Linked DNA regions of Mus musculus: region 2 is linked to region 1. A link is a contact called in public promoter capture Hi-C data. All regions are on one chromosome and are shown on one strand. Each heading gives the region's core, a stretch centred on a gene start, on an enhancer-like site or on the middle of the called end of the contact. The rest is flanking DNA. Distances are from core to core; before and after follow the strand shown.

Region 1 (6,947 bases), core at 1,394-3,893:
GTCTCAGAGGCTGAAAACATTCTAGGCCTAGATTAGATTGTACAGAGAATAGAAGCTTCCAGGACTAGGCCTAGGTTAGCAAACTGAGGCAGTAAGCCTGGGAGACTACAGTTACATCTTACCTTTCTCTTGAGGTATATCAAGGATTAAGTCATAAAAACCTGGCTGTCATTGTGAAAGTAGCAAGATGTACAAGGAAGAAGCTTAAAAGTTTAACAGACTTTGCTTAGCCTTCATGTAAGCACAAATATTACTGTTTGAAGATTAGTGGCTGGACTAATGTATCTAAACATTTTCCCATAGTTTTATCAGCTCCTTTCATAAGAAAAGACTTAAAGGTCCTGAAGAAAATGTTTCAGGTATCAACAAGACTTACGCGCGCACACACACACACACACACACACACAAATGTGCCCACACATACATATCACAAACACACAAAGATAAATGGAAAATAACAAAAATACTGAAATAACCTCTCAGTATAGGCAGGAGGGTTGCTATTTATCAGATTGCATTTGCTTTTAGCTTTGTTAAAAAACTTTCTAGACATTCTTCTTTCTCCAAACTAGGAGCCATCTTTAGTAGATTGTCTTTTAGTAAACATTTGAAAAACATCCCTGAGAAAATAAAGGAGTTCAAAGGTATTTCTTAAGAAACTAGTGAAGTTATTTCCTTCCACTCTGGTACTATGTAGAAGTATAATTTAAGTCACCTGCACCATTTTAAAGTTTATAGATATACATTTTAAAAGTAAGGGCTGAAATAATTACATTTCATTTGGCTCAATGTACAAAGGCTTATCTAAAATAAATAAAAAGTTGATAGCTTACAATCACCTTCCCGTTAAGTTTTCAAAATATGGCATATATTTTGAAAACCTTAATTCCAATAAGTCAGATTTCTATTTTGTAGAGCCAAATCTGGCTAGTGGCTTGAGCATAGCACAGGAGAGTCAGGTAGTACATTTTCAATTTTCATCTTTTTGATCCTCTGGAACTCTGTTGGGTATAATCTAAACTATCTATGTAGACTCCTTTCATTTTTCTTTTTTACTTATTTATCTTGTCTCATTTACTGGTAGAGGAGAGAGTGAAAAATAAAACATAAATCTAACCCAACAGTGATGGCTTCATCTAGCTCGATTGAGTGCCAGGATGATATTACTTTCAGTTGTACTCTATACAAGTAATATCTGCATGCTGCAGAGACTCTGAGACCCAAAAGTTCAGCTGGAAATTAATTAGCATCTTATTTATAGTTGCGGTTTTTAACATACATGCTGTTCCAAAATTGCAATCTTGGTACTATAATTCTATGTTTGATCAAACCCCTCTTCCTTCCCTGCCTGCTTCATGGAAATGCTCTCTCTGTTTCTGAAAATTCCACAATTATGTATCTCAGATTAGCAAAATATTTCTATGCCACTCACATCACCTCTGCTTGGATTCTCAGGTGGCCTTCCCACTTGGGAATATCTGCCTCTGCTTTTTTACTATAATGAATTTGCTTTTGCTTAAGTCTCTTCTGTATCTCTCCTAGAATTCTTTCTCTAGTGAGACCAAGAGTCTTTGGGATCACCAGTTGTAGTTTGGTGATAAAATGAGTTAGACTGTAAACGCTTGAAAGGCTACATGCGACTGGACTAACTTTTAGCAAAACCAGCCAGTAATTCTCCTAAAATGCGTCTCCCTCCCCCCAAATCCCTATTATGTAAGCATTCAGCATCTACTTAGAAAATGTAGAGACTGGGAACTTAGAGAAATGTAGAGACTGTGATGGTCATATATTGCTTCTACAGTGCATTTAGTTCCTTGGATTGTATTAGAAGGGACTCTCAGAATGTGAAGGGTTTTTGTTTGTTTTCCTCATAAAGTTCAGGTCATACCAGACAAACCTTTATCACCAGATGGGTCTTTCATATTGCTGACAGTCCAGTAACTTTTCCTCTTAGTGAATCTTACCAAGTTTCATTAATACTTCATGATTCTTTTCATCTGCGTTATCTCATTTTAATTTCTGAAATGCTTCTATCGCTATTGAGGTCTTCTTACCTCAGTCTGGTATACAGAACTTCCAGTGGGTTTGGCAAGTTATGTTTATTATTCAACCAATGCTGCTTCTATAAAACAGGGTTCTGGTGAGTTTTAGGACAACTGTCTCGGGAAGAATGGGCTGAAAGGGTAGGATGACAATGCATACCACATCTGTATCCTCGCTCATCAGTTCAAACTTAACAACAATGCAGTTTTTTTAGGCTAGCTTTTCTAAATTTGCCAGTCGCACCAGGCTATCGTCAGATGTTTTGTTTCGAAGGTCAGAAACAACTTCAGAAGTACAAAGTGGAGAATAATGAAACTCAGGGAAATCGAAACTTGAGCCTAGAGCAGGTGGGCGGAACCATCTAGTAACCACGGGACTGTGACTCACTGGTTTCTGCCTTCAATAGGAATTAATTACTCGGTGCCATTATCAGAACCAAGCGGGGATTAGGGAGTCGGCCGGAGGGAACCAAGAGTCGGACCACTAAAACTGAGCTGAAACTTGCTAGCGTGTACGCCACCCGACGCCAACCCCCGCATGGGCGGGGCCGAGGGCGGCCGGGTGCTGACGTGGCGACGTTGGCGTCGCGGTCGGTGACGTATGGCCGGCGCCCGCCCCGCCCCTCCGTCGCTCGGCGCGGGTGTGTGGGTTTGTGGGTCAGTGCCAGCTGGGCAGCCCTCGCGCGCTAAGGCGTGACAGCGAGCGACCCCCGCCGGCCCGCGTGTGCTGCGGAGGAGGTCGGGGCGCAGCCCTCCGCTCCGCTCCGCCGGAGTGAGAAGAGGAAGCAAACCTCCAGGAGGCCGGAGGCGCGCGTGGCGGCGGGGCTGAGGTGAGCTAGGGAGAGGGAGGGCGCGGGTGGCGGAGCCCGAGTGTGCGGCGGGGCGGGGCTGGTCTCAGAGTCCGGAAGAGCGCGGGTGGACCGAGCTGTCATCCCTCGGCTGGGCGTCCCGGCTCACCTAAGTTTGTAGGTGGGGGTTGGGGTGAAAACTCCAGCGCGATTGCCCACGTGTAAGGACAGAATGGCCACAAGATGAAAAATTTTCTGTTCTAGGCTTAACCTGTTTTTCTCCTCCCTCTCCCCTTATTTATATTACACATTCCTAGCAACGTCGTTCTTCGCCTACATCTGTTGGGTTGGGTTTCCCCCACAACACAGAGGAGCGAGTGCTTTGGGTCCTGGAGTTCAGGGCAGTGGGTGAATTTAACAATCGGAGGACTCTAGAATGTATTTTTTTTTTTTTTTAAATAAAGAAGTGTCTATGCTAAGGGGGTAGATGAAGTGGTTCTTGGTAGGATGCTGTAATTTCCTTTACCTTTAAAAGAAAGAAGTTCAGTCTACTGAGTTTGATATGCATCACAAGTGCAGTCTAATTGCTACCTGTGGTGTGGTTTTTGTTGTTGTTGTTGTTGTTGTTGTTGTTGTTGTTCCTGGATAAAAATTAGAACAGTCAACTATATCTACCCCCTTTTCAGATTCATAAGCTGAAACGTTTGTTTTCTGAGTTTGATTGTTCTCAAATTCCGCTTCTGAGTCTAGGCTGGACGTGCTCTAGCTCATGTTTTGTATTTAGTTTTTCACGTCATGACGATTATAATACTGGTGTTGCGCCGGGCGTGATGGCGCACGCCTTTAATCCCAGCACTTGGGAGGCAGAGGCAGGCGGATTTCTGAGTTCGAGGCCAGCCTGGTCTAGGACAGCCAGGGCTACACTGCCTCAAAAAAAAAAAAAAAAAAAAACCTAAAAAAAAAAAAGGATTACTTTATTCTATGAAACCCACTGCATAAGTAAGCCATCCACAAAGATAATACTGTGTTGCATTAAAATATTCATAGAGATGTCAGTTAAGTGTAGCTTAGTGTTATTTACATGAGTGAATTAATTTTGCAAGACTTAGTTTTCTTGATCCTTGTTGAATAATTTTTTCTAAAAAACTTGGTTCATTCATTAATTCATTCATTTGTTCACTCTTCATTCATTCCCTAGCACTGTGGGAGGTGTAGGACATAGAAAGTCCCTGTTCTCACAGAACTTTGTATAGTTAACTAGCAAACACTCTTTTAGAAGGGATGTTTAAATTAATAATTGGAAACAAATTTCTGGCTGGAAGCGTTTTCATTTTTTTCTAGTATTTACATTGGTTGTATTGATACCTCATGTCTGGCATAGGATATAGAAAGTCTACATACAAAACATTTTTATAAAGAGCCTATATGGTAACAGAATAAACTTTTTACTCTAATACATCTTTCTTGAGGATAGTTTGTATAAGTACAGTTTTCAACTTTGAGAAAGTGAGTATGCGCAGTTAAAATTTTAGCTCATGAACATCTCCAGAAATAAATGAAGAATTACAGAGGAGACAATAAGGAATCTGAGAATTCCAAATCTGAAAACCCAAAATATGAAGTACTCCCAAAACTTCATTACAAAGAACTTGTAAATAAATGTCATGAGGAACAATGAGCCATATCTGAAGTCTCCACCTCAACGGAGGTATTATACAGTTAGAGAATTCTGAAACTGTAGAGCTTTACGTTGAATTTTACATTTTCACTAGCACATATATTTTAACTCACTTATTCCCCACAAAAAATGAAAAAAATAACAATTAAAATGGAAAAAAAGCTCTACAATGTCTATTACTTGATTTCATTTCTCCTTTATCACCTAATATTAAATCTTCTATATATGTTCACCGAACGCATGTTTACATTTGTACACACACACACACACACACACACACACACTCAGGGGAGATAGGGAGGAGGGAGGCACTAAGCTAGTAGCTTAGTATAAGAGAAGACATGTTTCTCTTTCTTTCTGAGATAATATGACATCACTATGGGTCATTCTAAGCCAGTGGTTCTCAACCTTCCTAATGCAGCAACCCTTTAGTACAGCTCCTCATGATGTGGTGACCCTCAATCATAAAATTATTCCGTTGCTACCTCATAACTATAATTTTGCTACTGTTATGAATCGTTATGTAAATATCTGATACTCAGGCTGATATGTTACCCTTCAAAGAGTTGTGACCCACAGGTTGAGAATAAGTTCTGAGTATTGCCATATATATGTGTGTGTGTGTGTGTGTGTGTGTGTGTGTGAATGTATACATATATATGTGTGTGTGTGTGTGTGTGTATAGATATATGTATACTTATGTATATGTATGTGTGTGTGAGTGTATATATGTATGTGTGTGTATATATACACACACACATACACAGCGATTTTCATTTGTGGATGGACAATAAGGTTGGTTCTGTGTTCTTTTTATAGTTAATTAAAAAAAGTAGTAAACATGGGGTTACAATTATCTATATGGTATAACTGGGAGTTCTTCAGGGATACCCAGGAGTAAAATAGGTCATATGTTAGTTATATTTTTGATGACTTTCCAGTGGATTCCCATAATGCCTCTATTAATTTGCATATCTACCATCTGTGAATAAGGGTTCCTGTCTCCACATTCTCTCCAACATTTGTTATCAAACTTCTTGATGACCAGTATTCTGACTGGTGTTATCTTAAAGTTTTAGTTTGAATTTTCCCATTGGCTCTTAAAATACTAAAATGTTGAAGACTTTTAAACTAACTTGGTCATTGGTGTTTCTCTTTTTGAACACTGTTCAGTTCTTTAGCCCATCTGTTATTTCCTTGGTATTTAATTTTGTAATTCTTTGTAAATTCTGAATATTAACCCCTTTTCTGAAGTACAACTGGTAAAGACCTGTTCTGTGGGTTGTCTGTGCTGTGCTGACAGTTTCTTTGCTATACAGAACCTGGTATTTGGAGCTTTTATAACTGACTTGACATCAAAAGTAGAAAGTTGCACATTATCGGCAAAATTATTAAAAATATTGAGTAAAATCAATCTGGGACTTTACTATAAAGCATAAATTAACTTTGTTTAATTGTGGGACGGACCATCATTGACAAACCTATTTCATTTTTTACATGCAGATATTCTAAAATCTAACAGCCTCAGTCTGGGAGCACTTTAATTTCAAACATTTCAAATAAGAAATTCTCAGTCTGTACTTCATACTTACATGTGAGTAAGCATTATAGTAACTTATTTCTTTGTTTTGCCTGGCTCAACACCTAGCAAATAGTCCCTATATAAAGCTTGAACTCAACACTTAATCAAGTTTTAATTATCTTGAAAGGAGTATCAGAAATATTTTGTGGTTCTTTTTCATTTTGCGGCTTAGAAAATGGAACTAGTAAGAGTTCTCTCTGGAGAATGGCTCACAGAAGTGAAGGAAGACAAGCCAAACCCAATGAAATGAGAGAGATAAGTGAGAATCTAACTCTAATTGTAAAGGTATCTAGCAATCATGAGGTAGAGCATGGGGGCCAGGCAGGGCAGGCAGACAGAGGGAGATAGAGAGACACAGTAATATATAGAACTGAATTTGAATGTAATGAATGTTTGTGCCATTATAGGACTCCCTGTCTGGTATAAATTTTCTTTCTGGTTTTACTACATTTTGGCCTATCTTCACTTTTACTCTCCAAACAGAACTATTAGGAATTGTGTTTATTCTAAGTTTCTGGGCTAATATCCATTTATCAGTGAGTGCATTTGTTGTTCTGTTGGCCTCTATCTTACAAAAAGATAAGTGAGTTACACTAGGTAATCTTTCAAGTAAGTCTTTACATTTACAGTAAAAGATATGTCTTAACCCACACGTGTCACCTTGAAACCTGATAAATTTGACAGTGTCCAAATTTAACTCCTTTCTTAGAGATACTGTGCTCATACAATACTAAAAGATGAACTTTGGAAGAACATGGGTAAAATGCTTAATTCACTGGGCATTTTACCACATGGTTTTATAGTATTTTTATACAGTTGGCTGTAACATTTTTCTTAGACCTCTCTTCTATTTGTTT
Region 2 (6,947 bases), core at 2,070-4,569, 2.8 Mb after region 1:
AAGCAGAAGTACTCAAAATATCGCTGTCTAATTCTAGATTTCAAAAGCCTAAGGAAAATATATCCATCTTTCAATTAACTTTGATACTAGTTTACATTCTGAAAAACAGTGATTACAAATATATTCATTCAAGTCAAAATTATTTAAAAAATCATTTTTACAAGTTATTCTCTAGATAACTTGTAAAGTCAAAAAACACCACTTATCCAATTTTAAAGTAGCCATCTAGCTATATTTTAAGTATAGGGGAAGGACTTTATGTGACCTTGCATGGAAATGTAAGAAAATATTCATTTTGTTTTTTTTTCTTTTATTCAGTACAAGGTTAGCCATAAAGCTGAAATACTGGATAAAGACAAAACACAGCTAAATGCTAAAAAGAAAGAAAGAATGAGTGAAAGAAGGAAAGGAAGGAAGGAGGGGAGGAGGGAAGAAGGGGAGGGAGGGAGGACTGCTTAGTAGTTTCTAAAGTATACATACTGTTCCCATTTGTTACATCCTTAAATGTTACTGCAGCAGCAACTTCCTTTCCACTGCAGAAAGCTGACCTCTCTTACCTTTGCTTTTCCCCTTAGTCAATCACCTATTTGCATAAACCAGTTTTAGAACACCCAGAATTAACTTTGTGCATACAAAGACAGGCTTCTTAATATCAGAAAATTATTTACTGTCTCAGAACCAAACAGATTGCTAATACACTCCATCAGGAGGCTGGGCTGGCAGATGTCACAAGTCTGTGATTCCCCCCAGCACTTTAAGAGTGTTTGGCAGGATCAGTAGCTCAAGGCCAGTCTTGGCTACATTGCAATTTTGTGTTAAAGGCCAGCCTATGCTAAGGTACTCAGAAGAGGGAGTGGGAAAGAAGACTGTTTGTTTGTTTGTTTGTTTGTTTGTTTGTTGTTATCATCATATAGATCCTAAAATTGCTTGAATTAGCCAAAGGGTCAGTATTTCCAAGACACATTTTCTTCATATTTGTAAGAAAAAGATGCTTTCCACATGAACCAGCCCTTACGTTATCCTGACTTTCACTCAGATCATTTGCTAGATACACCACACTTGTTTATCTAAATATCTTATAAAAATTCATTTTAAATAATTTCAGTATTTATATCAGCTCAAGGAGAAAATAATTACATCACCATTGCTATACAAATAATCCACACTCAGTGTATAGATGAAAATTTTCACTATTTCATTGGAAAGAAGTATTGTGATTTATGACTTACTACTGTCAGCTGAGAACACATAGTTTTATAAAGATTTATCTTGTCTGAATCCCTTAAATCTAAACATTATTTTCTTCCTCTATATTCTAGGAAGAGTCAATGTCTAGAAACTGCAGTGTAACATCGAAGCCTTTTAATTATTTAGCTGCTAACTCTGAAATGTTCTCTTAGAAAACAATGGAAAACTGGATACAATGCTTCTGGGATGTACTTCCAACAAGGGCCATTACCAAGAGTAAGATTTTAGAGGTTAGGTTACAAAGACATCACAGATGGGTTTTGACATATATGGATAGCTGGAAATCACTCTCTTTGGCCCCCAGGGATGAGTACCTTCTCCATCACTAAAGCCACTTCCAGGCCAGGCCCCACAACAACTGGGTAAGCATCAGAAACCTCTAAATGTCTGTCTACTCTTGAAGGCAACCAGTAAATATTTTAGAAAGTAATTCCCTGCATATATTGTTACTAAATTCACAGCTATTCTAATCTCTATTCTAAAACTATTATGGGAGGGTATAAAAGAATAAGGTGTAAGAGACATATATACATACATATATATATACATTATATACATTATATACACACACACATAGAGACAGACATACAGACATTACAGTTCTAAACCAATGGTTTTCAACCTCTGGGTCGCGCGACCCCTTGACGTCAAATGACCTCATGAGAGTCACATTTCAACTACGTCCATTACAATTCATAACAATAGCAAACATTACAGTTATGAAGTGGCAATGAAAATAATTTTATGGTTTGGGGACATCACAACATGAGGAACTTTTAAAGTTCGCAGCATTAGGGAGGTTGAGAACTACTGATAGTTTAGAATTTAAACTGTCACAGAATTTCATTGTTCAAAATTTCAGTAGCAATGTGCCTGCATGGTATCTTCAAAAAGGCAGAGAATACCACAAAAGGACTCCTACAAAATGCTTCTTTTCGAACAGTTTTGCAAAAGGTACACAACTGCCTCTAAGTTACACAAGTCAAGTTCTAACACTTTGTAGAACAGGGTTACCACCCATGGGTCCCCAAAATACCTAAATTTTTAGGAGAAATTCTGCGTACAAATAAGTAGCCCTTTTCTCTTGGGGGGTGGGGGGGAGAAGGAAAAAAATTTATGTATCTTTCAGCTTTTCAAAGGGGTTCATGATTCAGTTCAGATTAAAGAGCCCTTTAGACTGTCATCATTAGATAACTTGTCATGGTCAAGCCAACTCTTCTTGTTCTATTCCACGTTAGGGGAAGATTTATAATTCAGTGGCTCCTACACAACTTCTGGGTGATGCAGGCATGAAATGGTTGTCTGATTCTAACAGTCCCTACAACCACCACCGCAAAGCTGCAACCCCCCAGTTTCCCTGAGCCCCGTTTCGAAGGCGGCTGGGCTCTGATGGGACCCAGGAGAGCCCTGGCAGCCATGCGACCTGCTTTCTAAGAGCTGCCGCCCCCTCGGGGGTCTCAATCGGCGACCAAGTCCTCAGCAGCTTCTCTGGAGCAGTGGCTGCGGGCGACACTGCAGCGACCTTCCCGCCCGCGTCCCGCGTGGGGCAGCCACGCACACCACACGAGGGACAACAAAGCCCGGCCGAGCGGCCCAGAAGAGCCGAGTTGTCACCCCGCGGGGGTCGCAGGCCTTAGGGCGCGGACTCCGGAGAAGCCCTGGCGGCCGTCACCCCACCCGCCCGCAGTCCTCCTTACCCGCAGGGAAGCTGCGGGCCCCGCTGGGGCTGTCCCGGCCGCCAGCCTCCGGGGCCAGGAAACGGCCCCACATAGCGGGCGAGCGGGCGAGCCTGGAGCTCGGGGCCCGCGGTCGCCTCGGCTTCTGGGCGGAAACTTGAGCGGAGCCTGGGCCTCGGCAGCGCGGACCGGACCCGGGCGGGGGGCTTAACGGCTGTTCAGCGACGGCCCCGGAGCGCGGCGGCTGCCATGGCCCAGCCGGCTGCGCTGAGGCCCGGGCCGGGGAAGCTAGTAGCTCCCCGGTGACGGCGGCGCGATCGCAGGCTCCGGGGCTCAAAGCGAATCTGCAGCTGCGGCTTCTCTCAGCCCCCTCCGCCCGGCAGAACCTTAGGCAGCGGGCCGGGCCAGGACAGGCGGGGCCTGGATGGGGCTGGGGGCGGGGCCCAGAGGGCGGGGCCTCAAGGCGGGGCCTGGGACTCTTGGCGAACCAAAAACCTATTGCTAACAGCATGCGGGTGATCATCCTGAAGCCGCTCCCTACTTCTCCATCCTGTTACCTTCAAGCTGAGAGAGGGTCCATAATTTAATCCCAAACCCTGTCTTCCTATACGTGCTTTCTAGGGGCACAGTTGTTATAAAAGGTGCGAGTTGTCCCTGCAACCGCTTCAAGGGGCTGTGGGGCTAGCCATCTGACTCAGAATGGAGATCAGAATTAAAATTGTTGTCATGCGTTCCACAAGCACCGGTTATGGATCACGGTGGGAATAGAAAAGAGGACATCCCTGCCTCCCACATCTGCTCCACTTTATTTCCCACCCTTCCTAGGAACAGACATCCTGAGAAAAGACAAAGGAATACAGCATCCTCTTGCAATTACTCTTGTTGGCAATATAATCATTTGAATATTTAGATACAAACTAAACACTGTCAACCACTGTACAAGGAGGCAGTCTCAGCATGCCAATCAGAAGTAACCCAGACGATAAGTTCCTTAGGCTTTGAGTCCAGTGATGTTTTTCCTAATGTGGAAACTGCTAACAAAAGCTTAATATTGATGTATCCTCAAGTAAAATACTACTTAAAGCTTGTGAGGCTTACATTTAAAAATGTGTGCTATAACTCACCACATTTGCTGAAATGTACCAAACCGTGGTTATACATCTAGTCTCCTTCCTGTAGATCTGCAGATATTTCTCCAAATCTTCAGATGTTGGTCAACCGTCAAATGATTCTGATGCTAGAAGGTGACAGAAATATGAAAATATAACGAGATGGCTCTTTATCTGATCTAAAATGTATCTAATTATTTATTGACAGTTGAAAAGGATGGGGAAAAAAACATTAACAGTTCCACAAAGAAAAATATCGAAAGTAAAAATACTATATCTACAAATACATCTTTTCATAATTTGTAGTTTAACAAAAAGCCCAAATTCGCTGGAAACTTGATGTGTAACCCAGGCTGCCCTCAAACTCCTGGTTCTCCTGCTTTAGCCTCCTCTGTGCTTTCTAGAAAGAAAGAAAAAGGAGAAAGAAAGAAAGAAAGAAAGAAAGAAAGAAAGAAAGAAAGAAAGAAAGAAAGAAAGAGAGAGAGAGAGAGAGAGAGAGGAAGGAAGGAAGGAAGGAAGGAAGGAAGGAAGGAAGGAAGGAAGGAAGAAAGAAAGAAAGGGAGGGAGGGAGTAAGAAGGAAAGAAAGGTTCCGGTCGCTTAGAGATTCTTAAACATTTAAAACTCACAACCTCATAACCCCTTTTGTCCAAGAAACTTTTATACAACACTGGATGACTAGATAAATAAAATGGTGTTCAAGGCAAATGTTTGCTTATATTATAAATTTATTTTAATAAATTATTTATTACATATACAAATTTACCATTCATTAAAGATGAAAACACTCTGTATGCTAATGAGATAGATGCAATTCTTTACTTTCATATAAATGATTAAATGTTTGCACAGCATAGTAGTACATACCTGCAATCCCAGCACTTGATGGAAACCAATAAACCAGGAATCCAATTGAAACCTGGATTACAACATGAAGAGTTTAAGGCTAGCCTGAACTACATAATGAAGCCTTGTCTAGGAAAGAAGAGGAAAAATAAAGGAAAGAAGGAGGAAAATGAAGACATAGGTAAATATTTAAAAATGAAATTAATACCCAACAAATTTCTTTTTTTAAAAAATGTTAAAGACATTATTGAGTACATCTGGTAGGAGTTAGGGGGAAGAGTGGGGATGAATATAATCAAAAACCATTGCGTGAAATTTTTAAAGAAAAAATTATTTTATAAAGACATTGGTGCTGGACAGGTGGCTCAGCAGTTAAGAACTGGGATTAAATTCCTAACACCCACACAGGGCAGCTCACAATCACTTATAACTCCAGTTCTGATGCCCTCTTCTTGCCTCTGCACCATGGGGCACCTGTTCATACAGCCCAACACATGCACATAAACTAGTAAGAGATCTTTTAGATGAAAGATAAATGGTGCATTCATAAGGTTGGTTCGAATCTTGGGTTGAGCACTCTGATTTCCTTTACTTTTTTTTTTCCTTGAGGCACATTGGATTTTCTTACTTCTTTTTCCTTATTCAAACTTATCAGTTTGGACAAGCAGCAAGAAAGCTGAAAAAGGTTATAACAATGGGTAAAGGTGATTTTTTAATACTATCATAAAAATCTCATAATGTAAATGTCAATATCTATTCAATTTGCAAAACTATATATTTTATGAAACAAGATGAATAATATATAGGAAAAACTGTCAACAAAAAATAATTGCAACAGTTCCTCAAAAATGATTACCAGAATATTGACAAAGATGTATGGATGAAGTCTAAAATTTTTATAACTAGAAATGTCTGGTGTGTCAAGTTCATATCAATGACATAATTTGTAAGCTTTCCCACAAGAGAAATCACAAGTTATCAAATTTTGTTTACATTGTTATTGACTCAAATGATCATTCAACAATGAAAACTAAGAACACTTTTCTAAGCTGGATTTGAAAATGTTATTTGGTTCCTAACACATAGAACTCATTCATCCTATAGTAAGCAGAAGAGAAGTGGCCTGCCTATTACAGCATGAACAGTGTGTGCTTTAATTTCCTTACGTATAATTTGGGATTGTAACAGAGACCACTATCTTGAAGATTTGCTGTGGGAATTTCATTGCTTAATATTTTTTGTAATGTTTGTAATACAAACACACACTATAGATATAAAACTGTTACTTCTCACTAAAGAAAAAATCAGTTGCTGTAGGACAGATAGGTTACAGATGTTTTATGTACACACATGTTTAAACGGAGTAAAGTACTATTTCGATTCTTTTCCTAGCCATTTGTGGTTACTAATTAGCTCAGGAATTATGTTGAAATACTATTGAGAAATAATTACCCAACTCTCCAGGGCCAGGTTAATAGTAGCATTCATCTAGGCTGTGATTCCCTGAGCTTCCTGCGTGGATATTCCTACCTGTGCTACCAAAATAGAGGAAGGAAAGTTGGGAGAGATGGCTGGAGAGTATGCACTGGGCAAAGCCAGAAGGTTTCTCATTCCAGGAAGTACAGAAAATGAACTCTACCTCCTGAGCTTTTGCCTCAAGTCAGATCGTGGTGCCCACTGGAAAGCAGAAAAACACTGACTGGCACAGCTCTCAGGCTCCTGAAGGGGACGGGAGGACAGGACTCAGTCAACAGACAGTCTTCAAAGGACATCAGTGTTTACCGGAACTGTTTGTCCTGACATCTTTGTCCCAGGAACTTGTAGTCACCAACTCATGTTACAGAGCTTATGAAAAGCAGAAAGATCACTTACGGTAAAAGGGGACAGCAGCTCTGATGGTGTTTAAGGAGTTGAACATTTCCCTTCCTGTTTTCCTTTTCAAATACTGGAGGATACTTTTCAGAATGGACAAAACTGTGGGGTTCAAGAAAATAAATCTTGCCTTCACTTTACTCACACACGCACACACACTACATACATACTACACATACACTATACACATACCATGTG

Evidence for each region. Promoter capture Hi-C pulls out the DNA fragments that hold promoters and counts their contacts.
Region 2: a promoter capture Hi-C map of pre-B cells shows a contact between it and region 1, with 13 times the contacts expected there. The contact joins the promoter of Cep85l here to the promoter of Ascc3 in region 1. A contact is called at or near these places in 2 of 39 promoter capture datasets (liver and pre-B cells).

Annotation. Positions count from the first base shown.
Region 1 is chr10:50,590,026-50,596,972 of GRCm38.p6, forward strand. It overlaps Ascc3 (activating signal cointegrator 1 complex subunit 3), which reads left to right and starts at 2,644. Exons shown (of 42, transcript NM_198007.2): 1 at 2,644-2,872.
Region 2 is chr10:53,376,564-53,383,510 of GRCm38.p6, forward strand. It overlaps Cep85l (centrosomal protein 85-like), which reads right to left and starts at 3,320. Exons shown (of 13, transcript NM_001204983.2): 1 at 2,946-3,320. The coding sequence starts at 3,018. Gm46225 (a long non-coding RNA gene) reads right to left here. Exons shown (of 3, transcript XR_001779770.2): 2 at 4,899-5,006; 3 at 4,023-4,161.